2 separate regions of the Bos taurus genome follow, and region 1 is linked to region 2. The links are chromatin contacts, called in public Hi-C maps. All regions are on one chromosome and are shown on one strand. Each heading gives the region's core, a stretch centred on a gene start, on an enhancer-like site or on the middle of the called end of the contact. The rest is flanking DNA. Distances are from core to core; before and after follow the strand shown.

What was found. A called contact is a pair of places that touch in the nucleus more often than the background predicts.
Region 1: a Hi-C map of an unstated tissue shows a contact between it and region 2, with 1.9 times the contacts expected there. The contact joins the enhancer-like site here to the promoter of WDFY2 in region 2. A contact is called at or near these places in 2 of 11 Hi-C or Micro-C datasets (skeletal muscle and an unstated tissue).

Annotation. Positions count from the first base shown.
Region 1 is chr12:21,059,638-21,064,915 of ARS-UCD2.0, reverse strand. The region is part of intron 1 of WDFY2 (WD repeat and FYVE domain containing 2); the gene reads right to left. Among named protein-coding and RNA genes, the nearest start is that of WDFY2, 50 kb to the right of the region's middle. Within about 2 kb of position 1,770, at least 60 of the 102 cell types and tissues checked have an H3K27ac peak or open chromatin away from gene starts, as enhancers often do. A contact at or near this core is called in skeletal muscle, where this site is marked.
Region 2 is chr12:21,009,615-21,014,539 of ARS-UCD2.0, reverse strand. WDFY2 (WD repeat and FYVE domain containing 2) reads right to left here and starts at 2,640. Exons shown (of 11, transcript NR_198888.1): 1 at 2,277-2,640.

The sequences.
Region 1 (5,278 bases), core at 521-3,020, 51 kb before region 2:
GGACACCATCTTTCTCTCTCCCGAACTAAGAGACAAACACCCTGAGCACCTTCTATGGAAGACACATTGTGACTTGCATCCTTCTTTTATTTTTTTGAAAAAGAGGCAGATATTACTAGAGGCTTATTTTTTATCACTCTGCATTTTAAAATTTTTGTTTTAGACACACCTCACGGCATGCAGGATCCTAGTTTCCTGACCAGGGATCAAATCTGAGCCTTTTGCAGTGAAAGCTCAGAGTCTTAACCACTGGACCCCCAGGGAAGTCCCCCTTCACTTCTTAATCCTCACAAACATTCAGAGGAGGTCCTATTTTTGTTTCCATTTCAGATATGAGGAACTGTGTTTCCCTTTGGAGGGAAAAAGCCAGGAGTTACCCTCAGGCAGTCTGACTCCCAAGTATTTTTGCCTGGAGAATTCCATGGACAGAGGAGCCTGGCGAGCTAGGCTCCATGGCGGTCCCATCGGACACGACTGAGCGATTAACACTTTCACTTACCCACCACACTATTCCTGAGGTCGTCTGACCACTCAGAAAGAGAAATAAAACAGACTATGAGAGCAGCAGGAGAAATAAACCTAGATTTAGACAACAATGGAAGACAGGAACCCAAGAAAATGGCTGACAGGCATTTATAGCACCTTGCACAGGGCATTACTCAGGTCTGGATCTGATACATCTAATACGCTTAGAGGTACAGCAGACAAAAAAACATGCTGCTCTGTGAAATTCCCTCAGTTACACAAAGCTGCTGTTCTTACAGGCTGGCATGGAAAATGATGATCACTTCATAATTTATCTCTCAACTCTTCTTATGCCATTGAAAAGGATTAGGGCTTCCTGTCCGGGCAACTATATATATTTCCCTACCGTCTCCTCCAACTCTGCTTTTTTAGTGTAGAAGAAACCCACTTAATCCAAACACAACACACTTGATTGTGTTGATCAGTACCTAAACATTTTAGAAAAAAAGTCCTCCTTGCTCTAAAGTTATTTTTTTTGGTACCGAACACGTGAGAAACATCAGCCTTTTCCTCTCTGATGATGCTAAAAGGTATTGTAAATTTACAAAAGTTTAACTGACCCTTACCTGGATCCATGATATTTTAAATATCTTTGTTCATTATGAGGCCAAAGTATTACATTTCCTTCATTTTGAAAAGCACGTAGAGTGCTTATCACAGAACAAGATCAGTACTAGAAACACAAAAAGGGGTCCAGCCCACAGAGAGGGTTTTCATTCTTTTTTTTTTTTTTAATGTGGATCATTAAAAAAAAAAAAAAAACAACTTTTTATTTTGTACTGGGTACATGGGTTCAATCCCTGGGTGGGGAAGATCCCCTGGAGAAGGAAATGGCAACCCACTCCGGTGTTCTAGCCTGGAAAACCCGTAGACAGAGGAGCCTGGCATGCTGCAGTCCATGGGGTAGCAAAGAACTGGACACTGACTTAGCAACTGCACAACACAGCAGCCAAGCCACAGACTGGAATACAATGGCTATAAAACTCAGGCTTAAACTCTTAATCACTCCACGCACACACAGAGGGGCCAAGTCCACCAGCTCCCCTCTTACAGCCGGTGGACAGCTCCTGAAGTAGAGGTGGGCAAGACCAGCGCTGGACAAAGAGCCACCCTGGAGCTTCTGCCTGGGTGCCAGACCAGGCAGCTACTCGGGGGAAGGGAAACTACCCCAGTAGGCTCAGAGCTGCCAAAGCAACACAAAAGGAAGACTGTTCTGCAACAAAGCAGGGCTCTGCCCTGCAGCTGTGTCCCTCTGCCCACAGCTCCAGCCTTACCCCACACAGGCTATCAGGACTCCGAGCTGCTGCTGAGAAGTTACAAGCATCTAACTTTTCCCCCTATTTTTTGCTGGTAATGAAAAGAACTGAACAATGACCTACAGAGTCTCTGACAAAGCAGATTTCAGTTACCAACACGGAACAAACTAGACCTCACTTGGCAGATGAGCAGAGAAGCTAACAAATTAGAGAGATTCATATGTTTAAGAGGCACATTCTGAACAGTTAGGGTAAAGGCAAGAAACAAGACAACTTTACAAATTTTGAAATTTACGTTCTCAGGGAGATTCAAAACACTGAATCTCTAATAAAATGAAAGGCAAATGAAAAAAGAATAGAAACTAGTATTTGAAGGTAAAAGTGAAACTGGTGGCCGGAAGAACAGAGGCACTGAAATGCAGACTGGCTACCGCAGAAAACCACTCTGGAGCCTGTGAAGATCTGTTCAGTGAAAGCTCCCAGAACTCACAGGAAAACAGTGACCAAGCGGAAACTATCAGTGAAAAAAGACACCACCTCCACAACGGATCCAGTATGTGTATTACAGGCATTTCAGAAAGAGAAAATAAAACAGAAGGGAAAAATAACAAGTAAAGGAGAAGTAGTAATTAAATAAATAATGGGAGAAAGAAACAACTTACAAATGAGTTTTTCAGACTAAAATGATCTACTCAGAACTTGACAGGATTAATCATAAAAGATCCACACATTCCCCAAATTTCTCAATGTCAGGAGGAGAAAAATTCAATAAAATCTGAACCTCCACCAAGATTTTTAAAAAATAAAAAAGAGGGGAAAATTAATTTTTAAAAAAGCAAGATAAAAATACAAAAGAGGAACTTCCCTGGCAGATGAGTGGTTAGGACTCTCTGCTTTCACTGCCATGGGTGGGCATGTGTTTGATCTCTGGTTGGGAAACTAAGATTCTTGCATGCTGCAAAGTGCAGCCCAAAACAAACAAACAAACATACCACTAAACACCAAATAAAATAAAAACTGAAAAAGGAATATGAATGAGATGGACATCGGACTTCTCAGCTGCCATACTGGCTGTGAAAGACAAAGGAGTAAGATTTCCAGAACTTAGAAGGAAAAAGACTGTGGTCTAAGAATTTGAAAATTTTAATTATTATGAAAATAATTATTTTATTTTATTATTAAATTATAATATTGTACCTATCATTAATTATAAAGCAGAAGAAAGCTATTAATAGACATAAAAGGACTCAAAAATATACTTTCCACATATCTTTTCAGGGAAAAAAAAATCTTAAGGGAGTATAGAAATCTTAAGTGCAGGCATACAGAAGTATAAAAGAAGTAGTAGTGAGCAGTAAAACTAATGAAACTAGAGTGGTCTAAATTATGTATGCTAATTGTTGACATCATGAGAGAAATAATCAACAAGGATGCTGAAGGAGCAAATTATTTAAAAAAAAAGTGTGGACAAACATTTCTAATTATTTCAACAAAATTCATGGGTGAGAGGAAGGAAGGAAAGAATGTGCTGAAGCATATGTTTTAAGGGAATCCACAGATACTGCTCCAATGATACTTACAAACTTTAAAAGTACCCACAATTAGAACAAAAACTGGACATAACACTCCCAGTTAAAAGGAGTATTGTTTTTCTTTTTTTTAAATTGAAATATGTTGATTCGTGGCTCAGATGGTAAAGAATTTGCTTGCAATGCAGGAGAACAGGATTCAATCCCTGGGTCAGGAAGATCCCCTGGAGAAGGGAATGGCAACCCATTCCAGTATTCTTGCCTGGAGAATCCCATGGACAGAGGAGCCTGGCAGGCTACAGTTCATGAGGTCCCAAAGAGTCAGACACAACTGATCCATTAACACACACACACTTTCCAATAGTTGATTTACAATGTTTCAGGTGTATGGCAAAGTGATTCTGTTATACACATATATATTCTTTTCCAAATTCATTTCCATTATAGGTTATTACAAGATATTGAATATAGCGCAGAAATTCCATTTGTAGACATTTATTCTCCATTCACATTTATAAAAGAAATTATACATGGAAAGCATGAATTAATTCAAGACAGATCCCTCAGTTTAGGATGATGTGAGCTGCAAAATTTCCAGTAGTCATGTATGGATGTGAGAGTGGACCATAAAGAAAGCTAAGCACCGAAAAATTGATGCTTTTGAATTGTGGTGTTGGAGAAGACTATTGAGAGTCCCTTGGAGTGCAAGGAGATCAAACCAGTCAATCCTAAAGGAAATCAGTCCTGAATATGCATTGGAAGGACTGGTGCTGAAGCTGAAGCTCCAATACTTTGGCCACCTGATGCGACGGTGAAGGTGATTCATTTGAAAAGACCCTGATGCTGGGAAAGACTGAAGACAGGAGGAGAAGGGGACGACAGAGGATGAGATGGCTGGATGGCATCACCGACTCAATGGACACAGAGTTTGAGCAAGCTCCGGGAGTTGGTGATGGACAGGGAAGCCTGGCATGCTGCAGTTCATGGGGTTGCAAAGAGTCAAACACGACTGAGTGCCTGAACTGAACCGAACTAAGCTGCAAATAACAGAATACCCAATCAAAGAGATTTAAACAAAAAGACTAGAAGGCAGGCAGTTCCAGGTTGATTCAATAGCTCAAATAAATCCTTAGTGGCCAGGCTTCATATTTCCACCCTATCACCTTCACTGTGCTAGTGAAATCATGACAGGTGAATACAAGGCTGAGAAGACTGTGTATATTAAAAGATCTTAACTATACTAAAATCAGAAGAAAATAAGAGTTAAGAAAAATCTCTTAATACTGGTTGTTCCAAGATGGTGGGATCCTGCTTTACAGACTTTTGTACTTTCCATATATTTTAAAGAATGTAATATAATATGTGCATAAACTGAATATATATATATATATATATTCTTTATATATATATATATATATATTCTTTATATATATATATAAAGAAAAAGAGAAGAACTACTGAAGAAAAGGGCTCAATACTCCTTGGCCATAATGGCATAAGTATGTTCTCCTTGCTTTCCAAATAGAACTCTTTTAAAGTGATGTGTTGTGTGTAAGAATTTTCTAATTCTCCACTACGCACACAATAGTTTTATATAAAAAGCTTGTTATGTTGTTAATGATTATCCTCTATGTAGTGTGTAACATCTGTACAGAATGTAACAGTTCCCTTTCACATGGCTTTATCTCATGACACTGACTACAAACTTTACAGATAAACACAGAATAGTAAGAATAGCTAAAGAGAGCATTTGCCATGAGGAATCCCATCATTCAAGAGCCTTTCCGAAAATCATGTTAAATTGGGAAATTTAAATACAATCTACCCCCAATTCATCTCATATTTCATAAAGACAACATTAAAACAAATTCATGATTAGACTGCATCAGTTTTCAAGGGGCTCCAATTCTTTTAGGTATTGCATTAATACCAGTAACCATCTGTGCTCCTAAAGCTACTGTAGAGAAA
Region 2 (4,925 bases), core at 1,391-3,890:
GGAAATGGCTTGGTAGGTTTTGATGAAAATCCAATATTCTATCTTCATATCTTTACTATTACGTCAAGTGACAGTGACACCAGCTTTTGAAAAGAAAGAATAGAGATCAGTTCTCTTTTAATGGAAGCCATGATTGAAACTGAGCTCTAACAAAGTTCTTGTCACATGTGACTATACGACCTACAGAAACACAGACTTGTTGACCTTAGTAATAAGAAAATACATCAAGAAAAATCCTAGACTTACTATTTTAACACTAACTGCATTATAAAATATTTTCTATTACTTACATTGTAAACTGAGAGAGTAAAAATTAATATATAGCTAAACACTGCAGTCATTTTGTCCCATAATCAAATGAAACGCATCTTCACTTTCTTTCATATATGCTACTTCAGAGTCTCCAAATACTCTAAAATGTACCCCCAACTGAAGTTGTTTCCTTTAGTATAAACAGTGAGATGGAAATCAGAAACCAGGAGCCAAGCTTGGTTTCACCACCAGGTACATGAATTTGGGCAGGTAATTGCTCTGGCTTAAATTTTCTCAACCGTAAAATGAAGGTGTTATAGCAAATAATCTCTAAGATCCCTTTGAACACTTAAAAAAAAGAAAACTAGGAAAACTAACTTCTACTTCCAAAGTAGAAAGTTCCAAAACTAATACTAAAGCCACTTAGGTTTTAATTACCTTTCTCCCTCTCCTACTTGATTCAACAAACTTACTTATGAATTTCCTACAGCAATTAGAATGAGCAGTTTCATCTCCAGTAGTTAAAGACAGGGAAAGTGACGTCTATCGATATATTCTCTTTTAAAAAAACACAATTCTGTGACAAAGAATTTCTAGGTCCAGAAGCAACCTCTTCAGTAGAATTTTGCCTCTGTGGAAAAATTAAACACTCTTAAGCCTTCTCTGTGAATTTCAAGTGGTTTCTACATCCATATATTCCATTACAGCACATGAATTTCTTCTGTTTTTAGCAGACTGCTTGCCATTGGGGTATGTTTACAATATTTTCCCTTGGATCTGTATAGGAAGTGAATCAGGCACCATTTGGCCATCTTATGGAGTACGATGTAGAGAAAAATATGACATTAATATGTAATCATCCTAATTATACTGAAGAATCTATGATATGAATAGACCTGTCAGGCACATTTTTTGAGACCACACTGCATGCAAAGCACTGAAATGACTATAAAGACGGTATGAACACATTGTTGCTTTGCCTTTCTTTGCCTGAAATTTTACAAGTCACCAAGAAAAAATATGTTTTACCTCAGTACAATGTTAACTTACATTAAGAAAACCTATCTACCATTTAAAGGCTAAAGCTCCTTGTCATACACCTCTACAATATGACATTTTGTAGAATACGAGTTGAAACTATAAAAGCAACAATTCCAGATCAAAACTATTACTACTATATTTAAGCTTCATTCCTCTGGAAATGAGCTTCATCTGCATAATCTTTGCATATTAAAGGACATTAAGTTCAAACAAACAAAAAAACAGCACTGTCTAAAAAACATGGGAGAATACTACAGGCAGAACAACTGGCTCTACTTCTGCAAATTAAGCAAAATTAGGCAAAAAAAAAAAAAGAAAGGAAGCAAGCAAAGGGAAGGAACTCCAGAGCTATTTGCAGCAGTGGTCCCTCCAAAAGTTCTAGGAGCTTCCCCTTGAGCTTAAATAGGGCAAAGGAGAGAAGTCAGCTCTCCTTCTGGGCACAAGCCCAGATACTCTTCACAACTTGCAATATTTATTGAATTCAGTGGAAGATGTCTGGGAGATCTGGATTCGGTGAGAATGTCTGGGCGAAGGGAGTGGCATTTGCTTTCCTCAGTCTGGAGCCTTCAGAACTGTACCAGAGTTCTCAAAACCCCTTAGTTATCTTACAGAGCTCTGAGCATCCTCCCCACGCACACACCTGCAGGGCCAGGCAGCGCCTCCCTCTCCCTCCACTGTCCTCAGGGCTGGACCAAGGTCCAGTGGCCGGCGCACCGTTAGTCCAAGGGCCACCCTGGCCCCGGCGGACGCCACCCGAGCAAGCCCCAACAGAACGCCACCGTCCCGGCTCCGCGTCTCGGAGCCACGCAGCAGCGGCGACTGCGCGGCTGGACATCGGCACCAGCAGGATGCGCATTAGAATAAAAACTTGGGCAAGCGCTCTCGCCCTCGCGCCGACGTGGAGGCACAGCCCCAGAAGCGGGCTTCGGGGACCGCCGGCCCGTCCCGCCCCTGCTCGCGGCCGAGGGGGCAGCGGTTCTCACCTGTCCTCCGAGACACTGATGACACCCTCCTCCTTGGGCACGATCACGGCCATGTTCACCACCTCCTGAGAGCCCTCGACCCGCTGCAGCAGGATTGGCTTGCGGGTCAGAGGCTTGGGCTGGATCTCTGCCGCCATCAGAGGAGGGGGCGCGTCGGGGGCGCCGCCGCCAACTGCGCCGCGGGATTGGGCTGAGACGACCGCTCGAGCGCAGGCACCAGCTGAGACAGAGACTCTGTTTGGCCGGAGCGGGCCGCCGGGGACCCGCGATCATAGCCTGGCCGCCTTCCCCGGGGACGACTCCGCGCTCCCGGCTTCGGGCAACGAAACCGCCACGACCGGCGCTGCAACCCGGCGCCACCACCGGAGGGAGGGGGTGGAGAGTCGGGGGGGCGGGGCCGATGGGGGCGGGGCTTGCCGCAGGGGGTGGCCGCTGGTGGGCGCGAGGGCGGCTGCACTTCCGGGAGGGTGGTGGAGGAGGAGGAGGAGGGGTAACTGACAAAGTGGGCGGGGCGCCGGCGGCCCAATGCGCGTGCGCCGCCAGTCCTCTGGGGCCGTTTCCGCCCCGCTCCTCCGCCATTCCCGTAGCCTCGCCGCACCGCCTCTAGAGCGCAGGCGCCTTCCGTCACCCGCGGTCCCCTGGTCACCTTCCACACCCAGTGTTTAGTGCCCTCCCTCTTTCATCTCCCGGGAACGCGCGCGTACACACTCCTGGGAACGCGCTTGGGGTATCCCGCCCACCGCAAAAATCCCTGAAAAGGGGGCGTTGGTGGGGCGGGGAAAAGCTAGCCTGGGCGAGGCCGGAAAGAAAAGAATCCCGCAGGAAGGAAAGAAGCTTGAACGTGTTGGCGAGAGGTTGGGCATGCGCACGAGTTATCTGTCCCTCGCGAGGCGGGGGCCTGACCACCGAGCATGCTTAGCTGCTCCCAACACGCGTCTGCCTCGGGCCGCCGAGTGGTACCCCGTGGTCTCCTGGGAGTAGTAGTTCTTCAGAGCTTCCTTTCCCTTGTCCTGAGATGACCTATCGCCTACTTATCGTTCCTGGCCTGGGGAGCTTGGTGGCCTCGGAGTCACCGCCTGCACCGTCCTCTAAGACAGAGAACCAAAGGGCAGCCCTCGGTGGAGCGGACTGTCGCTGTACTCCTGCCACTGTCCTTAATAGTGGAGCGCCAGGAGTCGGGGAAGAAAAGACCTCATGCAAGCATCTTCGAAGGAACTTAAGAGATGACCTGTGTTGTCAACCTCCTCGTTTTCTTAGATGGCTGTGTTACTAGCCCATAATTAAACTGTAGCTTCAAGTTAGGCCTATAGCACCCCCCAGACTTGAACTCAGGCACCCATGCTCCTTGGTCCTTCTTCCCATTCCCCAGTGATCCTTCCTTTCTAGCTTGCACTGGAAACAATGGAGAGAGTTATTGTGATGACTGAAAGAATGTCAGTTGCTTGGCACAGGGCCTGGCTTGTGGGGTCGTTGGTTATGTGATAACCCCATTAGCCCTCCCACAGTTATCAATCCGGCTGAGGAATGGTCTTGGTCTATGTGGTGTGACTGGGCTGGCAAGGGCTTTGGAGGGGAGAAAAATAATATGCCAGAGCTGGACAAAGAACGGGATGGGCCTTGTAGAAATACCTGTCTTATAGGGCAAGTTTTGGCACAGCCAAGGTGATAGGTCTCTGTCTCTACCACCTCCCAACTTCATAGAAATTCTGTAAGGCACTTGAAGGGAGGTTGAGGTATTTTCCAGCTTTGCAACCTAGAACAAGGCATTCCACTTCTCTGAGACTCTAGTTGACCATCTACTAAAAGTAGGATAATAAAACCTGCCTTGGGTGGTGGTTTTTAGACTTACAAATGACAGATTATTATTATTATTATTATTATTATTATTTATTATTATTTATTTATTATTTATTAATTAATTAATTTATTATTTATTTATTAATATTTTTATTAATTATTATTAACATTAATATTATTATTAATATTTTTTATTTATTTGGCTGCACAGGGTTTTAGTTGTGGCACGAGGTACGTTTTTAGTTGCGACTAGTGGGATCTAGTTCCCTGAACAGTGATCAGACCCAGACCCCCTGCATTGGAGTGCAGAGTCTTCCTCACTGGACTACCAGAGAAGTTGCACAAATGACAGATTTTTAAAGTTGCTTTCATACACGATAGGTTCTTTAAGTTTCCAGGAATTAGGACATAGACATATTTAAGGGACATTATTCAGCCTGCCGCAATGGTTTTAAATACCATCCATATGCTCTTGATTCCAGTAATAATCTCTACCCTGACCACATTTCTGAACTCACATATCTAATGCTACTCTACATTGTCACTTAACTGTTTAATAGGTGTTGCAAACATTCCCAACAGTAGCTTTAAATCTACTACATCTTTCATGTAGTTGTTCGAAACTAAGATCCTAGGAGTTATCCTTAATCCTTTTCTTTTTCTCACAGTTCTATCCAGACCATTAACAAGCGCTATCAGCTCTACCTCCAAAATGTATCTTGAATTTTCCCATTTATATCATCTCCACCCGAGGTCACCATAATCTCTGGCCTCTACTGCCACATGGAGTCTAACTGCTTTCTCTGTTTCTTCTTTTGAACCCATACAATCCATTTTGATCACTAGCCAGAA